3 separate regions of the Sus scrofa genome follow, and all the other regions are linked to region 3. The links are chromatin contacts, called in public Hi-C and HiChIP or PLAC-seq maps. All regions are on one chromosome and are shown on one strand. Each heading gives the region's core, a stretch centred on a gene start, on an enhancer-like site or on the middle of the called end of the contact. The rest is flanking DNA. Distances are from core to core; before and after follow the strand shown.

The links. Hi-C and Micro-C count contacts between places; a contact is called where the count stands out from the background. HiChIP or PLAC-seq counts read pairs in DNA pulled down with a chosen protein or histone mark.
Region 1: a contact with region 3 is called in an H3K27ac HiChIP or PLAC-seq map of skeletal muscle. The contact joins two enhancer-like sites. A contact is called at or near these places in 3 of 47 Hi-C or Micro-C datasets (psoas muscle and skeletal muscle) and 1 of 2 datasets of contacts at active chromatin or transcription factors (skeletal muscle).
Region 2: a contact with region 3 is called in a Hi-C map of skeletal muscle, with 7 times the contacts expected there. The contact joins two enhancer-like sites. A contact is called at or near these places in 1 of 47 Hi-C or Micro-C datasets (skeletal muscle) and 1 of 2 datasets of contacts at active chromatin or transcription factors (skeletal muscle).

Annotation. Positions count from the first base shown.
Region 1 is chr1:77,245,436-77,250,183 of Sscrofa11.1, forward strand. All of the region lies in intron 22 of REV3L (DNA polymerase zeta catalytic subunit), which reads right to left. Among named protein-coding and RNA genes, the nearest start is that of MFSD4B, 88 kb to the left of the region's middle. Within about 2 kb of position 3,041, at least 3 of the 83 cell types and tissues checked have an H3K27ac peak or open chromatin away from gene starts, as enhancers often do. A contact at or near this core is called in skeletal muscle, where this site is marked.
Region 2 is chr1:77,331,983-77,336,903 of Sscrofa11.1, forward strand. It overlaps REV3L (DNA polymerase zeta catalytic subunit), which reads right to left. Exons shown (of 33, transcript XM_021091241.1): 3 at 2,747-2,936. The coding sequence starts at 2,841. Among named protein-coding and RNA genes, the nearest start is that of REV3L, 66 kb to the right of the region's middle. Within about 2 kb of position 1,384, at least 5 of the 83 cell types and tissues checked have an H3K27ac peak or open chromatin away from gene starts, as enhancers often do. A contact at or near this core is called in skeletal muscle, where this site is marked.
Region 3 is chr1:77,586,675-77,591,076 of Sscrofa11.1, forward strand. The region is part of intron 10 of FYN (FYN proto-oncogene, Src family tyrosine kinase); the gene reads right to left. Among named protein-coding and RNA genes, the nearest start is that of TRAF3IP2, 48 kb to the left of the region's middle. Within about 2 kb of position 3,052, at least 26 of the 83 cell types and tissues checked have an H3K27ac peak or open chromatin away from gene starts, as enhancers often do. A contact at or near this core is called in skeletal muscle, where this site is marked.

The DNA.
Region 1 (4,748 bases), core at 1,791-4,290, 340 kb before region 3:
AATCACACAATGGAATATTATTTGATAATAAAAGGAAACGAAGTACTGATACATGCTACAACATGAATGAATCTGGACAGTATACGCTAAAAGAAGCCAGTCACAAAAGGCAGCAAATTATATGATCCCACTTATGTGAAATATTCAGAAAAGGCAAATTTAAGGAGACAGAAAGTAGGTAAGTGGTTGCTTAAGGTGGGGAAAGGGGGGAGTTCCTGTCATGGCGCAGTGGTTAACGAATCCGACTAGGAACCATGAGGTTGCAGGTTTGATCCCTGGCCTTGCTCAGTGGGTTAAGGATCCAGCATTGCCATGAGCTGTGGTGTAGGCCACAGACGTGGCTCGGATCTGGCGTTGCTGTGGCTCTGGAGTAGGCTGGTGGCTACAGCTCCGATTCGACCCCTAGCCTGGGAACCTCTATATGCCTCAGGAAGCAGCCCTAGAAAAGGCAAAAAAATAAAACAAACAAACAAAAAAGGGGGTGATAAAGAAGCGAGTATTGGAAGGAGATGGCTAAGAGAGCCAGAGTTTCTTTTCGGGGTAATAGAAATACTCCAAAATTTATTGTAATAATGGTTACACAACTGTGTGAATAGATTGATAACTACTGAATTGTTCACTTTAAATGGGTGAACTGTATGGTATGTATTTTATACACATTTTAATATATATTTTTTGTTTTAGATCATTCATGTAATCCTTCAATATTACAGACAGCCAAACGCAAAGCTACGATAATGCATAATGTATGGATTCAATCAGTTCCTTTGAAATAAAACAAAACGGATTTAATGGTTCATCCTTCCTGTAGACCACATGGGTCATCAATGACCTGTTTTGGAGAACACAGATCCTTTCTTATTCCCTTGTTACATACCTCCAGTCTATTTTTCAGTTTAGTTATTGTGTTCTTAAGCTCCACGAGTCATGTTTAGTTCTTTTTTATTTATTCTATCTCTGTTGAAATCATTATTTATGCATTGTTCTCTTGATCCTGGTGACCATCTTTTATAACAGTTATTTTGAGTTCTGCCAGGTGAATCATATATCTGTTTCATTATGGTCAATTTTTGGATTCTTCTTGTTTCTTTGTCTGGAATATCTTTGCTTGTTTTTATACTTGTCTTGACTCTCTGTATTGGTGTCCCACATTAGATGAAGCAGGCACCTCTCAGTCTTTGTGGACTGGCTGTGTATAGGAGAAGACCTCCATCACTCAGCTCAGCCAGAGATTCTGGGGGCCTTTTAACTGACTCTTGCCCTTCCCAGGGAGAAGCAGGTAGCTATAGTTTTCTTCTACGCACTCTGTGCTGAGAAGGAGGGGGGAGTTACGGTGTCTCCTAGTCTGAACCACTGTCTCCATCTCCCACACCCCCACTTCTCCCCAGCAGCTAGATCTGTCGAGCTCAAGAGTGGAAGGAGAGATGCCAGTTCTTTGGGAGCCTTGGGGAAATTGGGGCAGTAGGTGCCTGAATCAACTCTATCCCCATGGGTACGCTAAGAGTTGGAATTCTTCATCCTTCCACTCTTCTCTTAGTGGGGAGGATCCGTGGTGCCTACCAACCTATACTGCTATCCTCTATTTGGCTCTGCCAGCTAGGCTGTGCCAGATCTGTCAGAGGACCCTCAGAAAAGCTGAGGTGCTAGACACATGAACCCACCCTACCCCACCCCCTCCCAGGAAAAGCTAGGAGATAGGGGCCTTCTCATGACTGTACGGCTCTGGGTCAGGGGCATGGCCTCTGGCAAGAGGGTGTCCAGAATCTCCCTCCCAGCTTTGTTGAGTCTGGTTCTGCATTTGCCCAGGGTGTAGGAGCCTTTCAATTAGTTTCTGGATCTCTCACAAAAGAAATCTGTCTGTGAACTGTTACTGAATCAGTGTGCTTGTAGGGGAAAGGAGGGTCCTGCCTGGGCATCCGATTGCTTGTTGATATCACTCTACATCTTTCCTAATATATTTTTAAGAGTATTTAAAAAGTGATCTTTTTGAAATAAAATCACCTTCATTCCTACTTTCTAGTCCTATTTGGCTAGCCATGTGGTAAAGAAAGAGAATGGGTAATTGTGGTCTCTTAAAAAATAAAAAACGGAGTTCCCAATGTGGCTCAGTGGTAACAAACCTGACTAGGATCCATGGGGACTTGGGTTCAATCCCTGGCCTCACTCAGAAGGTTAAGGATCTGACGTCGCTGTGAGCTGTGGTGTAGGTCTCAGATGAAGCTCGGATCCCATGTTGCTGTGGCTGTGGTGTAGGCCCAGCAGCTACAGCTCCGATTCGACCCCTAGTCTGGAACTTCCATATGGGAACTTCCACATGCTGTGAATGCGGGCTTAAAAAAAAGACAATAACAAACAAACCAACACTACATGACAAAGCTGTATTTTAGGTAACTTTTCGTTGTTAAAAAAATTATCTTCCTATTACTTTGTCAAACTTAAGTATAATAAGCAAATACAAACTTTGATCTGGGGAAGAGGAAGGGAAATATAATTAGCATAAGCTACTTATAGGCTTGGGTAGGTGCTGAAATGGTTGAACTTGGAGCAACTTGAGGTGACAGGATAATTTTAGATACAGGGCATGTGGGAAGAAGGTGACAAAAAAGGAGACATAAAAATTCCAGGTACAGAAAGTTCCTCTTGCGGAAACAAATCTGACTAGTATCCATGAGGATTTGATCCCTGGCCTCACTCAGTGAGTTGGGGATCTGGTGTTAACGTGAGCTGTGGTATAGGTCACAGATATGTCTGGACCTGGTGTTGCTGTGGCTGTGGCTGGCAGCTAAAGCTGCAATTTGACCCCTAGCCTGGGAACTTCTACATGCTTCGGCAGTGGCCCTAAAAAGAAAAAAAGAAAAAAAAAATCCAGGTACAAACTTTATTCAGAACTTTTTCTATGGATTGGCCCTATACACAGGAAATGAAGAAAATTTCTATTACCTTCTTGAGCTATATAACCCTCTGCTATATAGCTCCTAGTTCAGAAACTGGAATAGTATTCGATAACTATTCCTTGGATAGCTGATGAAATCATGATGCTATTATGAGTTATCTAGATCACACTAGGGATTAGGAAAGTTTCATAGGCCAATTTAGGAGTCAGATCATGAGATACAATTTATGGAAAAATGCATTCTAAGTCCTAAACAACAAACTTTGAGAACATAACTAATTCATATAAATCAAGGGCTTCCAGGAGACCCAAACTTGAGTTTACAAAAACAAAATAATAGTAATTAGGGTGATTTTGTCCTTTACAAACAGATTTAATACAAGAAATCCTTGATTAGCAAGCTTCTCTCATTTCTAAGTCAATTTAATACACACACACAATTTTTTTTATACCTTAAAACACTGCAGAAAGCAAATGTAAATATAAAAAGTATGACTTATTTTATGGATAATAATTCACTTAAATTTAAAAATAAATTGCTCTCTTAAAGTATCTCCAAAGAAGAGTGCGTGGTCTCTCCATGCAACAAAATCCATTTAACATAAATCATCTAATGTCTTGTCCAAGTTCCTTATGTAGTATGTTAAGTCCAGTTTTGTATTTCACTTGGCGAAAACAGACTTATCCTAGGAAATACCTAAATAGAGGTAGCAAAATATGCATTTAGAGCATTTTAGACTTTATAAACAAACCACTGAATGTAGTTTTCAATGTTAAGTTTTAATTTCAATGTTAAATATTTACTTGTACATAACTTGTACATTTTATTTACTTGTACATAACTACTCCCAGGCTTCTGTTTCTATTTAATCATAAGCTCAGTGCTTTCTGTGATTTCACTTTACTTCCTTGGGAGATTCCTCAAAAAGATGGGAGGATAAGATGATATGCCCAGAAAGCAGTTTTCCCAAGCATATCAAACTGTTGTTAAGGCTGTACCTTCCCGTCTTCACCATGTTATGGCTTTACAATTCAATAAGCAGAGTTTTATTCATTTCAAACATCAGATATTGCAATCTTAGGACTATATTTATGCAGATATTTATTTTTTTGCTTGTTTGTTTGTTTTTGCTTTTTTAGGGCCACACCTACAGCATATGGAAGTTCCCAGGCTAGGGGTCGAATCAGAGCTGCAGCTGCTGGCCTATGCCATAGTCACAGCAATGCCAGATCTAAGCCGCGTCTGCAACCTACATTGAAGCTCACAGCAATGCCAGATCCTTAACCCACTGAGCAAGGTAAGGATTGAACCTGCATCCTCATGGATTTTAGTCATGTTCATTACCACTGAGCCACAAGGGGAACTCCTATGCAGCTATTTTCTAAGCTTAACTATTCATTTCACCTTTCACTTGAAGAAAAGTAGAAGCGGGAACTTTCCCTTCTGACTACTGTAGAGTAACTGGAACTAGACTAGCCTTCCTGCCTGGATAGAGTCAAGGTACTTGTCTCTCTGCAATGAATAACAGGCAGTACAGGACCATGTGCCTATAGACAAGAAACTCATGAGGCGAACTCCAGTCTCTGAGGAGACAATTTCCTAAACATGTAGTGTGCAAGAGTCACAGCGTAGCATGGCTATACTGCTAAGCCAAGAAGGCAGAGATTAGAGTTCTGGTAGGTTGCAGATGAAATCTATGGGACAGAGCACCTGTGCAAGGGGCAGGAGTTAGCAGTTGGAAGTATAGGTGGGGATTTCCTGTGAGTAAGTGACCCAGGGCTCTGCTGCAAATGAGCAGGATGAAACTACATGAGGCTTACAAGAGAGCAACTGCTGTGGGCTTTAGTTTGGAAA
Region 2 (4,921 bases), core at 134-2,633, 260 kb before region 3:
AAGAGCTAGATAAGGAAAAAAACAAACAAAAATATTAGAACAGGAGAAAAAAAGAGAATGGCAGCCATAAATTAGACTGAACAGCTCATCTTTTACCTCTAAGTGTTTAGATTTGTGACTCAACTATTCTTAAAAATATGGCTATGCTTTTAACAAATGCCCATCAAAAATACAGAAGATTGGTGACTATTCATTTCACTAGGCTGTTTTGGAGATTCAACTTTGAAATAAGAATATGTATATGAAAGTTAGCTAATGATTATCTTTAACCTAATTATTGTTATCATAGGATGGTTGTTTCACCTCATACATTTATTCAACCAAATAGTTCTGAACCATGTCTACTAAGTGACCCAATGTCATACGAAGTGCTAGGGATATAATTATGGACAAGACAAACATGTTCTTTTTACTCATAGAATGTACATGCTGGTGGGATAAGCACATAAAAATTAACAAACAAAACATTAAAATAACTGCAAACTGCAGTAAGCACTAAAGGAAACAAAGAATGGGCCAAGATACAGAATAATAATAAAAATGAAAACCTATTTTAAGAAGAGAAATGAGAGAAAACTTCTCTGAAGATATGAAAGATGTGAAGGATTGGGGAAGGGTAGAGCACTCAAAGAAAGGAAACTGCACGTACAAGGGTAGGAAAGAGCTCAGTACATGAGAGGAATTGAAAAAAGACCAGTGCTTTTGGATGGAACACAGTGAACAAAGCTACAGAGGTAGGCAGGGATTAGATCACATAGGCTATGGTTAGAAGCTTAAGTTTTATTTTATAAACAATATGAAGTCACTCAAGGATTTTAAATACTTTAAACAGGACCCAATTTACATTTTAAGAAGAGTACTTGTGCAGCTCTGGAGAGAGACATGAACAGAAGAAAATCCAATTAAAACGATAAAGTGGTGGTCCAGGTGAAAAACTGGATTAAGGTGGAAGAAGCAGACAGATTCAATATGGATTTCATAAAGATATATCCAACTCATATGTTCCAGTATGAACTTCAAATCTTTCCTGCCGGCCTGCTCCACCTGCATGGACTAAATATTCTGGAGTCATCCTTGACTCCTCTCTAAAACCTCATCCAGTAAAGATAGCAATCTTGGTGATCCTACACTCAGAACAGATCTAGGAGCTGACTACTTCTCACCACTTCCTGCTACTGTCCTCATTCAAGCCACCTTATTTTCTCACTCAAATTAATGAAACAGAGTCTTAATGTTCTCCCTTCTTGTACTATTTTTTTTTTTTTTTTTTTTTTTTTTGGCCACACTTGTGACAGGTGGAAATTCTCAGGCTAGAGATTGGATCCAGCCATAGCAGGCGACCCAAGCTGCTGCAGAAATGACACCAGATCCGTAAGCAGCTATGCCACAAAGGAACTCCTCCCTGCTACTAATCTTATGCTCCCATGATTTATTCTTCTCATAGTTGCTCAAGTGACCCTTTCAAGTTTCAGTTACATCATGGCTGCTCAAAAGCAGGCAATAGTTCAGAGTAAAAGCTAAAGTCCTTAGAATAGCTTACTGTAGTGGTTTTCAAACTTGAGTATGTGTCAGAATCGACAGAAAGGCTTATTAAAACACAAACTTCTGGGCCCCACCACTAGAGTCATCAGGTCTGGGGTGGGATGAAAGAATATATTTAACTAAGTTCTCAAGTGTGTTAAGTCTGAGTCCTTCAAGAAGTAAATGTCAAAATGTGCAAGAAATTTATTAGTGGAAACTCCTTGGAGAGAATATAAGGAGGAATCTGGGAGTGGCTGGGACAACTACCAGACTTAGATACAGGTCTGATCCAAGTGGGGAGAGAGGGACAGAGAGAAGATCGGTGGAAGTGTCTTCTAGTACAGTATGATTCTAATGAAAGTTCAGAAAGGCTGTCCAAGAGCCCTCAATGTCTCCCAGAAACAGGTCTGCCTTAGCATCTTTGCCATGTTTATTAGTCACTGACTGGGAGTAGCCTATGGAAAGCAGCTTCAGCTTATATGGGATGATAGATGGATAGATTTTAGTGAGGTAGCTGGGGCCATTGTTCAATTATGCTCCTTGTTATTTGGAGATCTGAGAGGTGCATTCTCATGGCTGTCAAACTACGTAAAACTGACTTTGGTGATCCACTGGCCAATAAGATCTCTATCCTCTCACTTCTCTCCAACCTCATTTTGTCCACTCTCCTTCCCCTCCATTCCAGTCATCTGGCCTCCATTTTGTTCCCATTTCCTCACCTTCAAGTCTTAGCTCAAACATCAAATTTACCTTGTCAATGACAAACTGCCACCACTCCACTTCCCCACCCCATGCTACAGATCCTTCTTATCCTGTTTTATATATTTTGTTCTACGGCACTTATTTATCACAATAAATAAATAAAATTATCTCATGTTATAACCTCCATGGGGACAGGGATCTTAGTTTTGTTCACCAATCCCAAGAACCTAGAATAGTGCCTGGCACATAAAAGGTTCTCAATAAATATCTGACCAATGAATTACATGAATTTCTACAGTTCTAAGAAGCAGAGAAGTGGAAAAAGTTAAAACCAAAATCCCTGTTACCCATCTATCTTTTGTTGCAAAAAAATTTTTAAATAGTAAGAAATTCACCCCAGTGCCCTTAGATTAGAAGTAAAAGAAAAATGAACAAAGTATATTTGGTTATGTTTTCTCTTAACTAGGAGAGCAGCATAAATACAGATAACACAGAATTTTAAAAGATGTTATTATATACTTACATTCCTGATACTAATGACACTTTGAACACGTGCTGAGCAGTGGAAGATGGTTTGCCTAAAGCCACATTAAGTGCTCTGTCGATACTGAATGCCATCTGAGAAAGATAGCTTTCTGGCTGCTGTCCATAACCATCATATGGCACATAGAGGTAAGGAAAGATGCCATGTAGATGAAGACATGTCTTCTGACCTAAAATGTAACATATCATAAAGTTTAGTCTTGAGATGCACTTTAAAACCTTAACAGTACAAAGCTCAGAATACAAGTCATTTAAATGGTCTAATGACAACACAGCTTATCTGAGGGAAGGGTTGAAGTAATTAACCCATAGTTAAAGCCACCTGTATTGACTACATTTTATAACACAACACACAAAAGCATTTTATAAGTATAAGCATTACAGTATGATTTAAATAGTAAGTTTTGGTGAAAATATGTTTGAATATTTCACTCTAATAATCTAACTATTTTTATGTACTTCACTGAATTGTCCTATAATACCACTTAACACAGTGTTATGAAGCTTACAAAAATTTACTAAAACTTTAGTAAATAAGTCAATGAATATCTTGACATAAATGGTTTCAACTAAGAGACTTCCCTAAGATAAAGAGCTCTCGGAGAGGGTAAAAGCAGTTCCATTGTGTGCAATTTTGCTAGTGGAGAGGAAGGGGAAGGAATTGGGAAGGGTTAAAAAGAAATTCTGTGATTAAGGGGAAAAAAATGAAACAGGCAAAAACAAATCAAAAGAAAACCCCCACAGACAGTTGTCTTCAATGGACTTGTGGATATCTAAATTGCCCATTTGGTGGAGTGAGACAGGGGAGACATAATGAGGGGGAAAAAACAAGCATGCATACTTCCTAAGAAGCCATTATATCAAGCAAGGTGCAGAAGGGGTAAATGGTGCTTATTTCTCAACAGATAATCCCATACAGCCATGATAAAGAAAGTAGTATGAGTAAGAACCCACAAAACAAGTGCTATAGGAACAATAATGTATCCACGACAAGGTTAAGTAACAGGAGCAACGAAAAGCAGATGCAACATTACTCTCATAAATCCACAGGGCTGTGTAACAGTGGTTCCTGTCCTCAGAACATTGTCCCCATTTCCCCTTGGGCACATGCCATTTGTCTAATTCGAATAGAGAGGAGAACAGCAGTGATGGAAGAATACATCCATTTTTCTCATGCTGTCACTCACTATTATTACTGTACTGCCCCTGCCAACACAATCCTAGGGCTTCTCCCCCACCACTTATCCCACTCTGTTCCACTGGCTTTTTCTTTTGGTAGAAAAGTAAGTATTTATTTGATCACGACTTCCCATTTATAACTTAGAGTGATTTATAAAAAATACACAGAAAATAGTTCTATGTCCTGTTGATATATTGTTATCTCCACTTTTTATAGTGTATAACATTAACCTGTTTTATTTTTAAAGTACAGTTATAAGAGAATTAACAAACAAATCTGGAATAGTTATTATATAAAGTGTAACAAAACTGGAAAGGTCACATAATGGAATAAGATCTATACCCTCTCAAGTGCGGTGTTCTGACTTGAGCTACCAATTTCGATGCTTTCAAAGAATTACATATTGTTGCCGTTAAACCAATTTTGGTTCCTATTTTTATGTTACTTAATTTCAAAGGAATGAAAATATTTTCAGTTAAAAGCAAATTATTAGACTATTCTGTTTCATTTCTAAATACAGCATGATACTATTTCTTTAATATTACAGGTTTTAATTCTTCAAATAGAAAAAAAATCAAACTGTAATGATGAGTAAGTCTTAAGAAAAGATATTTCATCAATTTACTGATGATCTGTGTGAATGCTTTTTTTTCTTCTTTCTTTTTTTTTTTTTTTTTTTTGTCTTTTGTCTTTTTGGTTGTTGTTGTTGTTATTGTTGCTATTTCTTGGGCCGCTCCCGCGGCATATGGAGGTTCCCAGGCTAGGGGTTGAATCGGAGCTGAAGCCACCGGCCTACGCCAGAGCCACAGCAACGCGGGATCCGAGCCACATCTGCAACCTACACCACAGCTCACGGCAACGCCGGATCGTTAACCCACTGAGCAAGGGCAGGGACCGAACCCGCAACCTCATGGTTCCTAGTCGGATTCGTTAACCACTGCGCCACGACGGGAACTCCTGTGTGAATGCTTTTTA
Region 3 (4,402 bases), core at 1,802-4,301:
CTGCAGTCTGCCAACCCATGTCCTATATCCTGTATGTGGTGGTGAGACTGTCAAAACTCACTGAATTCTTAAAACTGTTGAATTCTGTTATATGTAAATGATACTTCCATTAAACTGACAAAATATATATATATATATATGAAGACAAAAAAAAAAATCCATGGAATGAAAAGGAAACTGTCCTTTGTTTATAAGCTCTATTGATGAACTTCCTCAATTGGCTGTCCTCGCGCCTGGGGAAGCTCTGGCGCCCCACCAGCCACAATCTGACATCACGTGACCATGCTAGGCACCGTCCAGCCCCTCGACCCCCAAGTGCCCCGAGGTTTGCTGACTCTGATGGGGAGACAGGGTGTCTGTGTTTACAGATGACCTTGGACAGGCCATCTGTCATTGGAGACCTTTGTGACCTCTGGGGGGTGGGGTGGGGTGGGGGGCTGTCCGATGCTGAAACCTCAGGCTGCATGGAGCTACCAGGAGACATTCTGGGAGACTGCTAACCCCTGAGAGGTGCAGCCTCTCTGCACGCTGGCCTTCTTGACAGAACAGGAAATACCATGCTCAGGGGGAGCCGGAGGCCCTGGCCCTTTCCCCAATCACTGTCAGGCGCTCTTTTCTGGTTTCCCTTCCATTTGGGGGGCCATGTCTTGTTCTGCCATCACCTGCCAAGCCCTTGTCTGTTTCGGCTGCTCCCTGGCCCTGACTGAGTCTACCCTCTAGAATCCTCTCCAACTTCTGACCCAGTTAATTTATAAAATCAGGAACCTGAGTCCCAACCATTCAGAAACCCAGGTTTTTTCCCCCTTGCTCTCAGGAATATAATCAGCAGGACACAGCGCAGGCATGTGGCAGCCTCTTTAATTCTGGATGATAGTGGCCACCCACTGGCTAGAACCCTGCAGGACTGGCCACAGCAGCTGGGCTCAGATCACAACCCTGTCCCATGGGTAGGGGACACTCAGACTTTGGGATCTGTTGCCATCTCTCTTTGTTCTGTTGCTGCTTTTGGAGCTGGGTTTATCTGGGCTCCTGGGGCTGTCAGCCACATGCTTATCCAAAACCTTTTTAGGATGCTTTCTTATTCTCTGCCACCATACTTCCTGGAGGGGATAAAGTCCATGGATTATTCCTGCTGGGCTGAGGAAGGCTTTCAATGTAATTATCCTAATATAACCTTGCTCACATTTCAGAGTGACCCTTATTTTAGTGAGAGGTTCGGTGAGTGAGTCTGGGTCCCCCGCCTCTGTGCCCTCCCTGACTTTACCGGGGGTTCTCTTCAGTTGGATGTTTGGTCAGCTCTGTGGCTAACTGCCTTACACCCTCCTCCAACTACTGAAAACTCAAATGACAACCAGATGGGGCAGCGATCCAGAAGCAAGGGGAGAAGGGAGGGCTGCCAGGAGAGCATCCCACAGCGCTCTGGACAAATAGGGGCAGGGATGAGCATTTCCTTATCTGCAATTCCCCAATCCAACAACCTCTGCAAACCAAAAGTTCTGGGAACTCATCTCATTTGGCCATAAAATTTGACCGGGTATGAGGCTGTTGACTGTTTTTATTTCTTCATACGTATCGTTGCAGAAGTAAGAATGTGTTTGAACAGAGTGCAGTCCCAGACTCTCCTAGGGTGTTATATAAATTATGGTCTATTTTTTTTTTTTCATTTCCTTAAAGAAATGGACATCCTTAAAAAAAAATTCTGTATGGGCTTCCTTAAAAGAAAAAATTCTGACTCTGAAGCACATTCAGTCCCAAGGGCTGTGGCTGGGCAGCCGTGGCACAAGGGACAGCAGCCACCACATTCCAGCGGCCCGGAAAGGTTAGGAAGAGAGCATAAGCATGTCTCAGGACTGGCACTGTCCAAAGCATTTGCGTTGTATTTCAGCACAGCCCTTGGTTTCATAATATCTCAGAACCACACAGCCCAAACCTGCAGAAATCCCCTTATCCCCCGCCCTGCGAGGATCGAAGGGAAGATCTGACCCTCAGGTCTGACAGGTACTTATAACCTGCACCCCCCACCCCATGCCTTTTAATGCTCTCTTCTGGCCCAGGGACCGTCCAAAACGACACCCCGGAGTTTCCTGAGTCATTCTCCTCTTGCTCTGTGGTGCTTCTGTCAATAACTGTTTCGTGTTATGACAAAACGAACTGCTCAACTGGAAAGATTTCACGTATTATTTTAAAACTCTTGATTCAGTCTCCACCAGTGGAAAGTTTAATTGGCTGCTTGGGTCAAGCCCATCTTTCCAGAGCTCTGCCTGAGCCTTGGCTGCAGCTGGTGCAGTAACTTGACCATCAACATGTAGCGTCTCCCGAGGCAGCCTGCTCCCGGGGCAGTTGTGACCAGGGGCGGAGCTGGACTCAGTCCTGCTGGGGGGTGGGGGGCTGTCAGCTCCCTGGATGCATCTGCTCTCCACCTCCTTTCTGCCTGCACCCTCTTCCTGCTCCTCCTCTCACCCCTCCAGGCAGGGGTGTGCCTGGGAACGCGCTTCCTTTTTTTTCCTCTCCTTCAGTGGAGAGAATGCCAGGAGAGAAACAGAAAAGACAGAAACTTTAAAATATGGTGTAGGGACAGGTTTCAGGGAAACTCTGCCAACGATGGTTCCTAGTGGCAGTGGCAACAGAGACCGTTTTGCAACAGGAGGATGGCCTCTATCCGCCAGTGGCATCTGACCGTGGGAAGAGTCATGGTCACAAAGCTTCCCAGGGCACGTTGCCTGGTTCCCAACCTCCCCATCAGAGAAAAGGCGCAGGGCTTGGCGGCCAGAGAGGAGACTCGCTAGCTGTTTTCAGGCCAGCCCTGTCCTCCTCTGTCCCCACTGCCGTGGCTGCTGACCCTCTTGCTCTCTCGCTGGGGTGGGTCAGGAAAACGGGGCCTTTCCATGGGTCACTCTCCTAGGACACAGTCCAGTGGTATCAGTTCACAGAAAACCTGCGTCATCTGCTGTGCTGGGGTTCGATCTCAAATTCCTCTTCCCGGGATCTTCCTGTCACCCTGCAGTCAGGCTTTCCCACGTGGTTGCTGGCAGCACCATTTCTAGCCGGTCTGCCCCAAACCCTGCAGCTGAGATTCTCCTGCCAAGTGGACCGTATTCACTTCCTGCCATTATGACCCGATTATCCTTTCCAAATCATTTTGCTGGCTTCCTCTTGGTTTCTGAATTGAGGTCAGGTTTCCACTCTCACTTTCCAACCCTTCCTAGGTATGGTTGCCAGCAACGCCTACTTTCACATGTGTGTCTTCTTCCCCTTCTTTCTTTTTTTCCCTCCCTCTTTTTTTTTTTTTTTTTTTTTTTTTGCACTTTCCTATTCCTCTTCTTGAGCTACATATGAACTCAGGGGAACCTCCTTGATTTTCTTGCAGACTCTCCAAGGGAGAAAACAATTCATTTGCATTGGCCCCTTCATCACTTCTGAGTCTGTGCCTCTCAGTAGGTGCCTTGACTTCCGCTGGCCTCGGTGTCTTCTTTTGCCAACAAAACACCTCAACATCCACCGTGTTTTCTGCTGTCAGAAAAGAAGTCTTCTATGAACGGAAGGTGTTGGGCTTCATGGCTCTCGGTTTGTGCAGCTCCTTAATATGGATCTCTGAGGGGCCACCTCTGCACCATTAGGGATTTTTGCTGGTACCCGTTCAGGTCTGCATCTGGATTGGAATGAGGGGTTGCGAGAACCTGGATTTGCGTGCCAGGTGAATAATTAAGCATTTTGACAATGGGAGGGATGTTCATGTTCTCAGATATCCAGCTTTTGCAAAGCGAGCTTTCCGCTGAAAGGAAATTATACCCTATTGTGCATGAGGCTTTCCGTCAGAGGCTCCCCCTGGCTTCTCTGCATAAACCCTACAAAAAGCCCTCATGTTTACTTGTGTGCTGAGCGGTGCTGTGCGAGTGCTGAGTGCTGAGGGAGGAAGGAAGGGGAGCAAGTTAATGGTGCTTGCTCAGCATGAGCATGCTATCAGATCCTCATGTGCTCCCGTTATCTGACTGGGCAACAACTGGGACGCTTCAAGTTAGGCTGCGGTTATGAGATCAAAGTCCAGATTTTGGGCAGATAGATGCTGCTCAAAGAGAATTGCTGAAAACGAAGGCATGACTTTGAGAAGGCACAAAAATGACTAGTTTTGTTTCTCTTTCCTCATCTTAAGCAGATCGCCTCAGGACAGCTGTTTTTATTAAGCCCACGGTATTGATAAATACAGAAATGATGGCCACTCAGGTACCATAACACACGTACGTGGCTTATTTAAAGCTGACAGTACCAGTTCTTGAAGAGCTCCTTTGTCCCAGAAAAGGGGAAAGGGAAAGGGAGGGAGGGTGCCCCCTAGGAAGGCCATGGAAGCGCCCAGCCCAGCTGAGAGGGAAGAGCTGCAGAAGGCAGGACTCCCTGGCTGCCCTCC